Linked DNA regions of Sus scrofa: region 2 is linked to region 1. Evidence: chromatin contacts called from public HiChIP or PLAC-seq data. All regions are on one chromosome and are shown on one strand. The core of a region is the stretch at or near the end of the contact, and the rest is flanking DNA. Distances in the headings are between cores, read along the strand shown. Region 1 holds the start of SKI (ski oncogene). Region 2 overlaps SKI (ski oncogene).

Region 1 (5,812 bases), core at 971-3,470:
CTCCCCTCCTCCGCTCCCTGAGACTCTGACACTCCGCTGGAGAGGCGCCCAGAGAGAACTGGGGGGAGCATCTATTCACAGATTTGGAAAAAAAAAAGTTTGATGCAATAGCTGAATTAATTAGGCCTCCCAAGAATAGCTGAGCCAGTGCAGCATTCTGTGTGTGCAATTTAATAAGCCTGCATATTTCAAAGAAAAGTTGCAAATACTTGGGGCGGGGGGAAGACGCCATGAAAAGTTGGTGTCGACCCTGATGGAGGGCTGGGGCGCCTGGTGGCCCGGGAGCAGCCAGGCCGGATCACACAGACCCCCAGCCTGGCAAACAACAGCGCCTCGGCCAGCGGCCTCCCTGCTGCACCCTTCGGCGTTTCAGCGAGAAGGAAACAAGGAGATAAGGACATGTCCAAAACGAATCACAGGCCGGCGGCTACCCTGACACCCGGGGCCCTGGGTGCCCGCTGACCAGTCCCCAAGCCCTGTGCCAAGCAGCCCTCGCCCCCACACGGGGGACTCCACAATTCACTGCCTGCCAGGCCAGGGCAGACACAGAGAGCTGGAGTCGCCAAGTCTCGGCCCCCTGCCACCAGGGCCTGGACACCTGGCTTGGGCTTTGAGTCTGTCTCCCGAGACTTCAAGGCACAAACAGGCCCCGCCTGGCCAAGTTCTGCCTGCTGGGAAGTGCCAGGCACCCCGTGTGCGAGCCTGGGAGCTTGGGGGCCAGGGCAGTCCCCCTCGCGCATGGGGGCTGGACACTTGCTTTGGGCCCGAGGAAGGACTGGACTTGGAGCTCCAGCTTGGGCCCAGCCAGAACCACTTTCCCGGGGACTCGGGACAGAGAGTCCAAGGTCTGCAGCCTGCCCCTCCCGGCTGTCTGGGCAATGACCGTGGGCCTCAGCAAGGCTTCGCCCACCAAGCCTGCCCCAGGCTCCCCAGGGCTCCCAACCAGGCCAGCCTGGCTCAGGCTGGGAGTCAGACAGGAGGCTCTTCCTCCCGGGCTACCTGGCCCTCTAGGGGGACAAGGACACTCCCCTGCCCCCCCACCCCAGTCTCCTTAAAACAAAACAAAACAAAACACCGAGACGTGTGGAGGCGGAGGAAGCACAGGTCGCACCGCGCGCCCCAGCCCCTGCCCACAGCCACCACCCCCCCCCCACCGCCGCCGCCCCCCCCCAGGCGCGCCGCCGCCGCTCGCAGGACACTCACCCGGGGCGCCCGCCTCTTGTACTTGTTGCCGTAGTCGAACTTCTCCTTGACGTCGTCCAGGCATCTGCCGAGGCGCGCCTGCTCCTCCTTGCCGGTGTAGTCCTGGCTCAGCAGGATGTAGGCCCGCCAGTTGGCCGAGTCGAAGCCCCAGTGGCAGGTCCGGTTCTCCAGGGCCTTGTGCGAGTGCACCACGAACTTATGCGGTGGGTACAGGAGAGAGCAGTCCAGGCACTGGATGCAGGCGGCGCTCGGGCTGCTGTACAGCTCGGGGACCAGCAGTCCCTTGCACTTGCCGAAGCACTCGTGGTACACGCGCACGCTGCGCTCGCTGCGCTCCAGGCCCAGCGCCAGGCTGGCGGCCAGCTCCTGCTTGCAGGGCGGCGGGTAGGCGCCGCCGTAGAGCAGCGCGTTGCACAGGCGCTCGGCGTCCGTCTTGGTGATGAGCCCGCACGAGGGCGCCGAGAAGGGCAGGATGCCCATGACTTTGAGGATCTCCAGCTGGTCGGCCGTGCAGCGCGAGCAGTAGATGTGCAGCTCGTCGCACACCGAGTTGATCTGCTGCAGCGAGAAGTCGCGCAGCACCGAGTTGAGGATCTGCGGCAGACACAGGCGCTTCTCGCCGCCCACCACGAAGCACGAGATGGTCTCGCCCTCCAGCACGGTCTCGCAGCGCTCCGTGGAGCGGTCGGACGGCATGAAGAAGGGCCCGGGCAGCACGGGCGGCGGCGGCTGGATGGCGGGCAGGTGCAGCACCGGCGGAGGCTCGGCGGCCGCGGGCACCGGCGCCGGCACCGCGGCCGCGCCCGCCTCCTTGGCGCTCTCCTTCTTGTAGGCCTCCTGCGCCCAGCGCGCCGAGAAGGCGGCCGGGCCGCCCAGCGAGCTCATGGAGCTCAGGTGGAACTGCTCCAGCGTCTTCTGCAGCCCCGGGTGCGGCTGAAAGCCGCCCCGGCCGCCCGCCGCCGCCTCCATGGTGCGCTCCGGCTCCCCAGGCCGCTCCCGCTCCCGCGCGCCCGGGCCCCCGCGGCCCCCGCCGCCGCCGCCCCGCGCGCCCCGGCGGCGCCCCCGGCCCCGGCCCCGGCCGCCCCCCGCCACCGGCTCCCGGCCGATCACGGCCGCGGCCTCGGCCTCGCCCGGGGGCGCGAAGGGGAAGGCGGGCGGGGCGAAGGGGTCCCGCCGCTGCAGCCCGCCGCCGCCCGGGCCCGGCGCCACATCCACGCGCCCCGCGCCGCGCCCGCCGCCGCCCGGGCCCCCGCGCGCCCCCCGCGCGCCCCCCGGGCCCTAGGCGCGGGGCATGCCCCAGCGCGCGCCGCCAACGCCAACGCCAACGCTCGCGGGCCCGGGGCTCGCGGGGGGCGCGCGGGCAGGTGCCGGCGCCGCGAGGCGCGAATCGCCGCGGCGGCCGAGGCCGAGGGGCCCGGGAGGAGCGGGGGCGCGGGCGCGGGGCCCGCCGGGCCGTCCTCGCGCGGCGCGCCGCCGCCGCCGCCCCGCTCCTCCCACCGCGCGGCGCCCGCCCGGCTCGTCCCGGCGGCGCTGGCCGGCCGCGTCGCGCCCGCCGCCGGCCTCCCGGCCCGGCCCGCGCCCACCCCGCCGCCCGCGCCCGGCTCCGCGGCCTGCCCGCCCGCCCGCGCGCGCGCGCGCGCGGCTTCCGGGGCGGCGGAGCGCCTGTGGCGGCGGCCTCAGACCGCGGCGGCGGCGGCGGCGCGGAGATCGGCGCACATCCTCCCGGCGGCTCGCTCCAGCTCGGACTGAGCGCCGGGCGCTGAGCTCACGCCGCCGCCCCGCCCCGCGCCCCGCCCCGCGCCGCGCCGCCGCCCCGCCCCGCGCGTCGTCTGGGGCCGCGCGTCCGCCTCAGCCGAGCGCCGGCCTGGAATGCGCCGGCCCCCCGACCCGGCTCTTCCAGGAACGCGCGCTCCCCCCGCCCACGCCCGGCGCTCGGCCGCGCTCGGCCGCGCTCGGGCCCGTCCGCCCGGGACTCGGCTCCGCTCGGCCCAGCCCGCCGGGGACTCGGGTCTGCTCGGCTCCGCTCGGCTCCGCTCGGCCGCAGCCGCCAGGGGTTCAGCGCTGTTCGGCGCCGATCGGCCCCACCCGCCGGAAGGCGGCTCCGCGGGGGCGACGGCGGCGCCCCAGGCCCCTCATCCGGCGGAGGCCGCTTCCTGCGCGGCCGCGAAGGCCCCCGGCCCGCCGCCCCGTCGCCACCAGAGCCCAGAAACCCACACGGGGCCCCCACCACAACCGCAGACCAGCTGAGGAGCGGACAGGACGGGCCGCGCGTCCTCCATCAACGCCGCGGTCCCCACGCACACGATGGGGACACCAGGCAAAATGATCCAAGTCGCACATAGTACAGGGACACCAAGCAACACGATGTGGGTTAGGAGTGCAGCACCCCGGAGACACACACCCCCCCCGCAGGAGACAGACCCCGTGCAGCCTGTCCTGGGGACCGACCGCCAAGGCATGACTGCTGGCAGGAAGGGCCACGCTGTGACCCCGCACCCGGGTCTCCCCACACAGCCAGCAGCCGCACCTCCTGCCAGCTCCAGTGCAGGACTGCTGCGCCACAGGACAGGGCTTGCCTCTGGGGGCTGTGTCCGCGTGGTCCTCCCAGGTCGCTGCGCAGCGCGTGTCCTCAGTACAGACTGGCCCTGCCCTAACCCCGCAGCGCCCAGGCCCAGAGAGCCATTTATACATCTGCAGGGCACCTAGGCCGAGACCCCACTGCCGTCCTTCCACACACTGGCTGTACTAGGGCAAGGGGCCAACCAGAAGGCGCCGGGTGGAACAGGCTGGAGGGGGGGCGCCCCCAGAGGAGGCAGCATCCAGCAGAGGCCTGGGGGCAGGGCACTCGGGGTCAGGAGGTAGGTTTAGGCTGTGCTCAACCTGAGGGCAGAAGGACACTCCAGCCCAACCCGGCAGTGGCACCTTTTCCTCCACGGGATGAGAGCACCCAAACTGGCCTGGGCACTGGGGGGCACATGGGGCACAGTGGGTGAGAAGGCCGCACCCACTTCAGCCTGTCACCTGCTGTTCCTGACTCCCCAGGGGAAGCTGGAGCTGGCCCCAACCCAGCTCTGCTCTGGGGGAGTGTCTGCTCCGGGCAGCCGACCGGGCATCTCCGCAGGCCTCAGTCACCTCTCGGGCACGGCCACGTGTCTGGATAGGCAGCTAGGATGGGCCGGTGACCCCACACCTGTACACCTGCAGACCCAGGCAGGCTCTGGGGCCCTTGAGATTCAGGGCGCAGTGCCCCACGTTTGAGGACCTGACTGCTCCCTGCCCGCCCTCACCTATGTCCTGGGGACTGTCCTTTCCACTGCTCACTCCAGTGCCCCAACACGAGAAAACTGGGGAAGGGGTGTTTTAAAAAACAAGAAAAAGGACTTCTCTACTTTCGGAGGCTGTTTTCTTGGCCACTGTACAGGCCAAAAATGTTTCTTTTGCACCTGGCTCGGTTCCTTCCACGTGGACCTGACTCCCATACTGCTCAGACAACCTGTAATCGGAAGAAGCTGGTTGGAGCACCAGAGGGCTGGAGGGAGGGTTTCCAGCCAAGCACACAATTCCTCCTGCTCTTTTGACCCGATGGGCACTCCCAGGAGGGCCCTGAGTCTGAGCCCCCCAGATGGGCAGTGGTTGGCTCACCGTGCTCCACCGGCCCCCAGCCCCGGCTTTGCTGGGCCCTGGGAAGGGGCCTTGGGCACGGGCCGACACTCCCAGAGCTTCAGAACCCAGACTGAAGCTGAATTGGGGTGCAGTGGGTGCAGCAGGGGACAGGTGAGGGGTGAAGGGCCTTGAGAAGCAGGGAGCACCCAAACTCATCTCTACGACTTCTCTGTCTCCGTAGACTCTGAGGTCTTCTTCCCCCAAAGATGCTGGAGTTTCCAGAGCAACAGAGCCCACCCCTTCCAGCAAGGGCCAGCCGTGCACAGAGTCAGCCAGGCCCTGTCTTCCCCGTGAGCGCAGCTGGAGGGGCTCCCACCTGCTCGCCCTCCTCCCTCCCATCCATCCCAGCAGCTGTCCTACCCCTCCCTCTGTCTCCTGCCACACCGGCAGGTTGGGGGTCCAGGCCACAGGTACAGCCGGTTGGGTGCCAGAGGCAGGAACCCGTGGCACCAGGCCCTCCCTCTCCAGCACTTGCCACGCTGATGGGTGTGGGCAGCTGGTCATGTCTGGGTTTGCTCGCAAGATAAGCACATGCTGTGGAGCTCGTCCCCTGCAGGCACAAGCCAGGTGCTGGGACCAGAGGGGAAAGAGACCAGGCTCTGCCCCACATGGCTTCCGTCTCCTACAGCAAAGGAGCCCAAGGGTTGCCCACCCAGCTGCAAGGGAGTGAGGTCATCCAGGTCCTGCAGAGGCCGCCAAGGGCTGGGCGCTGGCTTTGGAGCCAGCAGCACTCCAGGACCAGAGTGATGGGTGCCCCTTGCCTTGGGGGCAGCTCAGAGACCCAGCTGGAGAAATGGGCTGGGAAGCTCGGATCAGCGGGCCCTACTCAAGACCCCCAACAGACGGCTTCCCGGAGAAACAGCCCTGCCCTCCCTGGCTCCCACCTGCCCCCTGCGCCTACTTCTTGGGAAGAAAACCCCTGCTCTCAGACAAGCACAAACTGCCA
Region 2 (5,070 bases), core at 2,206-4,705, 44 kb before region 1:
GGGAGTTCAGAGGTGAACCCGCGGACGGCCGTGGGCAGCGGGCTCAGACTCGATCACTCAGCACAGAGTGGCCCACTTGGTGTGGCTTTTAGGGGAAAGATGTCTAGTGGCGCCCCACTCCACCCGCACCATGTGGCCTCTGCATGAGCACATGCGGGGCTGGACAGGGCGGGGCGGTGACGCCGGCAGGTGGCAGGTGGGGCTTCCCGTGTGAGCTGAGTTCTCACGGGGAGAAAAGCCGCAGCAGCGCAAAGGGGCTCGCGTGATTCCGAGAAACTTCAGGGAGACTCGCAGCCGGGGTCAAGACGCCGGGGGTCAGGCACACGCCAGACAGCTTGAGCTGCAGGGCAGCAGGCCCCTCATGTAGCCCCCCTGCCCCATCACGCAGCGGAGGCGGCTTCCTGCTCAGGGGAAGGGCTGGAGCCCCTTGCACCCCCCCCTTGTCCCCCTACAATGGCCCAGCAGCTCCTCTGAGATCACCATGTGCCTTCCACATGGCCCAGACCCGGGTTAGGGAAGTGAGGCTGCCGAAAAAGAGCCTGTAGACCAGGCTGGGTGCGGGGCCACCGGGGCGCGAGGGATGTCGCTGCTGCCTCCCACCCCCTCTGCTGCTGGCCTGGCCAGGACCTACGGTGGCAGGCAGAGGGGACAGCGCCATGAAGGTCATGGCCATGGTCCCCGCTCTGCAAGGAGGTGAGCCTGTCTTCTTGGCCCATGACCCTCCTGGACGCCTCAAAGCCAGCCTGTCAGGCCGCTGGGCCAGAACACACCCAAGCAGCCAGGCCGGGAGCCCACTGTGGCCCCAGCACTGCCCGTGACCACTTCCCCACACTCAAGGACACAGGCGGCCATGTGTGTCCTGTGCACAAGCTGGCACAGGGGCCTCGTACTCACATGGGCAGGCCAGCCAGGCACACCTACACCTGGGGTCTTGTCCCTGCAGGCAGTGAGCCCTGACTGCACGCTCTGCAGAGTGGCCCACACCCTGTGCTCAGGCCCGGAGCTGGGGAAGAGGGGGCGGGGTCTCCGGGCCAGAGGACGAAGCCCACTGGGGATCTGAGTCCCCTCGGCCAGCACTGCACCGAGAGCCCCACTGAGGGAGCAAGACAGGGCGCTCGGCCCTGGCCTGGGCATCTGGGACCACAGCAGCAAGGACCTCAGGGAGCCCTTGGATGCTGGTAGTCCCCACCCCAGGGGCCCGCCCTGCCGCCTCCCAAACTGCCCATGCCCTTCCCTGGACGTCTTAAAAGAGAAAGAGAAAACCTTGTGGGGAGAAAAGAAAGAAGAAAGAGGATGCCCGGTGCCACTGCTGGTACAGGGCCATGTCTGCACACAGGGAGCTCTGGCTGCTCCAAGGGGCAGCAACCAGCCCTGCCGCCCGGCTCTGGGGTGACCCCGGCAGCCCAAGGCAGAGCCAGGGGCCAGCTGGGCACACCCAGCACTAACCCTGACGGGCACTCAGTCTCAAGGCCTTAAAACACACATGCAGGACTGGTGGGGAGCTCCCCTAGCACGGAACCCACCGGGCAGCACCACCCGGGGCCACCCAGGCCGTTGTCCTATGGAAAGAAGTGGTTTCAGAGTCATCTCCCCGCCAGGGCCAGTTTTACCCAAGGCCCCCCGTGGGATGTGTGGGTCTTGGGCTAAGGGCTCAGCACATCAGGACTCTGCCTGCCGCTGTCACTGAGGAAGTGGCCGTGGCCCTGGTCTGCACGGGGCGCCAGCTCTGCCCTGGGAATGGCCACCCACATGTCTCCGCCTGCGTCCCGAAGCAAGCGAATCTCCAGGGCAGGTGTCGACTTCAGCGCACCCCTTCCTCCCGCCACAGGGCCGGACCCGCCTGTGGGGTCCCAATGCAGGGCCTCCTCCCCCACGGGGGCGCCGGTACCTGCTCCCAGCCGCACACGCGTGGGGCTCGGCTGCGCAGCAGGCCCCTCCCAACTGCAAGGCCACGAGATGAGCCAGAGGCGAGCCATGCCCCCCGCCCTCCCGACGGCTGCGCCAAGACCTAAGGCCAGGAACGCAAGCTGCTGGCAGCCGTCGCCCAGCCTCACTGCTGGCGGAGGAGCACGGAGTGGATGGCAGACCCGCATCCCCGCCTCAGCCAGCCGCCAGCAGCATGAGCGTGCCCAGAGGGCTCCCCTCGAAGGAGGACATGAGACTCCATGCAGGACCAGACCCACTGGAGCGTCACAGGGGCCGCATGGGCACAGGAAGCCATAGGCACCGTCTGCTGCCAGACCCTGGCCTGAGACACGGAGGGAGGGCGGGCTGGGTGAACGCCCCCCCAAGCAAGCCAGGGGTCCATGAGCACCTGCGCGGGCTCTGCAGGGAGGTGGCAGGCGGGGACCTGGTGCAAGACCTGGACGCTGGGTCATAGAGAAGGCGGCCTGGGGCCTCAGCACCCACCCAGGGCCACAAGGGGGGACGCTTCTTTCTTTCCCCTCGCCGGCAAACTAAGGGCCCCCCATTCCACAGGCAGAGTGGCCAGAATTAGCGTCCGTCTCCAAAGGTGTCACCTCACCCGGGACCCTGCTGCCCAGCCCCTGACATCCCCCCATTTGTAAGAAGCCCCCGGGTGTGTCGAGGACAGAGTGTGGCAATGCCGGACCCAGCATCCACGAGGCTGGCAGCTGCCATCCAGGAGTTGGGGAGGCCCGCCACACCAATCAATCCCCACCACGTCCCCAGCAGTGACCCAGCCCAGCGGACGCAGGAAAGCTCCCCCCCTCATTACAGTCAACTTGTTACAGGGACAGCGCTGGCCTCCGCATCACCCCCCCAGGACCCAATGGCCTCATGCCGCCAGGTCTGCCAAGCCCAGGCCAGCAGCACGATGGGCCTCCTGCCACCCCGGAGCCACCACAGAGCCAGCACAAACCCCAGAGATCAGCCTGAGGGGCCCTGGGTGCGAGCACTCTGCCCCAGGGGAAGCTCAGAGAGCGGGGCGTGCCCTGCGGTGCCCGGTCCTGTCTGCACCCGGCCAGCACCTCTTCCCCAAAGTGCAGCCCACACAGGGAGTGCCAGCAGCCCCAGACCCAACCTCCCAGCAGCCCCCGCACTGCGCCTGCCGCACACAGTCAGACCACAGAGCTCGGCACCAAAGGCGCGTGGCTGAGCCGGGGCGGGATGCGCCTCCCACGGCCTCCAAGGTTTGAACGGCAGGGGAGGGTTTCAGGGAAGGGCCCGGCCGGCGTGGCGTGGCCGCAGTTCCTGCTGGCCGCTGCGGGAGGCAGAGGCCTGGGGGTGAGGCCACTGGTCGCCAACCTCCACCACAAGCTGCGCGGGCCTGGCGGGCCCCTGGGGGCCGTGCGGAGGCAGCAGGACCACCCCATGCCCAGGTGAGGGTGGCCGGGGGCAGCCGCTGGGACAGCCCCGCCACCATCGTGACCTTACTTCACTTTCCACGGAGCTGCAGAGCAGTTCCTTAAAAGGACACAACTCCAACCTCCTTGCTGGTTCTCACGGGCTCTCTCTCACACGCTCTCCCGTGGGGGCGGCCCCGTCGCAGGGCCGGCTCTCCAAGGGAGGCCCCTTCGCGGCTCTCCAAGGCGAAGACTGTTCGTGGGCAGCTTCCCTACGATAAAGTGCTTCCTCCGAGAAAACCCCAAGGCCGCAGAAGCGAGGCTGCCAGCGTCTGTTAAGGCTTCTGTTAAATACAGTTTTCACCGTAGGCACCACGAACGCTCCAGCAGCCAGAGCCCCACCCGCAAAGAACTGCTGAGCCGCCAGCAAAGCGCAAGGAACAAAGGATGAAACAGGAAAAGGGGACTCAGCAAAATCACAAGATTTGTGCCTCAGAGAACACTGTGGAGTTAGTGAAAAGAGGAGTTCCCGTGGTGGCTCAGTGGGTTAAGAACCCGACACAGTGTCCATGAGGATGCTGGCTCAATCCCTGTCCTGGCTCTGTGGGTTGAGGCGCTGCCATAAGCTGCGGGGTAGCTCAGCGACATTGCTCGGATCTGGCGTTGCTGGGGCTGGGGTGCAGGCCGGCAGCTGCAATTCAACCCCCAGCCCGGGAACTTCCACAGGCCGCAGATGCGGCCCTAAAAAGAACAAAGAAGAAATTTTTTGAAAAGAAAGTTAAAAAAAACAACCCACAGAATAAAAGAAAAAGTTTGCAAGTCCCATCTGACAAGGTACCTGGACGGAGAGGGCCTCAGGAATTAAAAACAACCCAACTAAAGAGGGGGAAAGACCTGAGAAGCGCTCCTCCAAAAAAGACACACGCGGCCAACAAGCCTGGGAACAAGCGCAGCGCGCAGCACCCCCAACCATCCGGGAACCGCGCCTCGCCTGCCAGGACCGGCCATCAAGTCCAGAAAAGCAGTGTTGGGAGGATGGTGGGAAACGGGGTGGCATGGGGCATGAGATGCCCTGGAAACACCCACGAAGCGAGAGTGCAGGGTGCCAAGCCCAGGGCGCCCAGGGGCGCCGGAGCCGGAGAGCTGTTGCTTCTCTCGCCTGCGTGTCCATCTACAACTGCCGCAAAGGCATCGACGAAACACAGCGAGGGGCCCCTTCACGCCCGCGGGCAGCTCTACTGGCCCGAGAGCCGGACAGGACAGACTTGGTGACGACGTGCAGGACCCGGACGCCTGCCGCGCTGCCAGTGGGAGGCACAGAGCTGGCACTGCGCAACGGTCCGGTGAGGCCTCGGAAATCAAGTCCAGAATCGGGGCAGCATCCAGCAATCCCACCCCTGGGCATCTGCTCAAGATGATGCAAACAGGCCCACAGACAAATCGGACCCGAGGGTTCACAGCAGCATCGTCGGTAACAGCCAAAGGGTGGAGTCAGGCCAAGGTGCCGTCTGCGGGTGCGGGGCACTGGACCAACGGAGCAAGGCCTGGCCGACCCGCACGCTCGACAGTGTGGGGAGCGGGGCGCGAACACACGACATCACGGGACCACAGCCCAGGTGCTCAGGGAGAGACGCAGCCACAAGAGGCCACAGCGTGGACGACCTCGCTCCCGGGCAGCGTCCAGAACAGGCGACCCACCGACACGAGGGGGCCAGTGGGTGCTGGTGTTGGGGCCCTGCTGGCGAGGGGCTTCTTTGGGGTGCTG

What was found. HiChIP or PLAC-seq counts read pairs in DNA pulled down with a chosen protein or histone mark.
Region 2: an H3K27ac HiChIP or PLAC-seq map of alveolar macrophages shows a contact between it and region 1. The contact joins the enhancer-like site here to the promoter of SKI in region 1. A contact is called at or near these places in 2 of 5 promoter capture datasets (fetal liver and liver), 19 of 47 Hi-C or Micro-C datasets (adipose tissue, alveolar macrophages, blood and 10 more) and 2 of 2 datasets of contacts at active chromatin or transcription factors (alveolar macrophages and skeletal muscle).

The regions. Positions count from the first base shown.
Region 1 is chr6:64,184,673-64,190,484 of Sscrofa11.1, reverse strand. It overlaps SKI (ski oncogene), which reads right to left and starts at 2,220. Exons shown (of 7, transcript XM_021095201.1): 1 at 1,204-2,220. The coding sequence starts at 2,172.
Region 2 is chr6:64,230,271-64,235,340 of Sscrofa11.1, reverse strand. The region is part of intron 1 of SKI (ski oncogene); the gene reads right to left. Among named protein-coding and RNA genes, the nearest start is that of SKI, 45 kb to the right of the region's middle. Within about 2 kb of position 3,455, at least 3 of the 83 cell types and tissues checked have an H3K27ac peak or open chromatin away from gene starts, as enhancers often do. A contact at or near this core is called in alveolar macrophages, where this site is marked.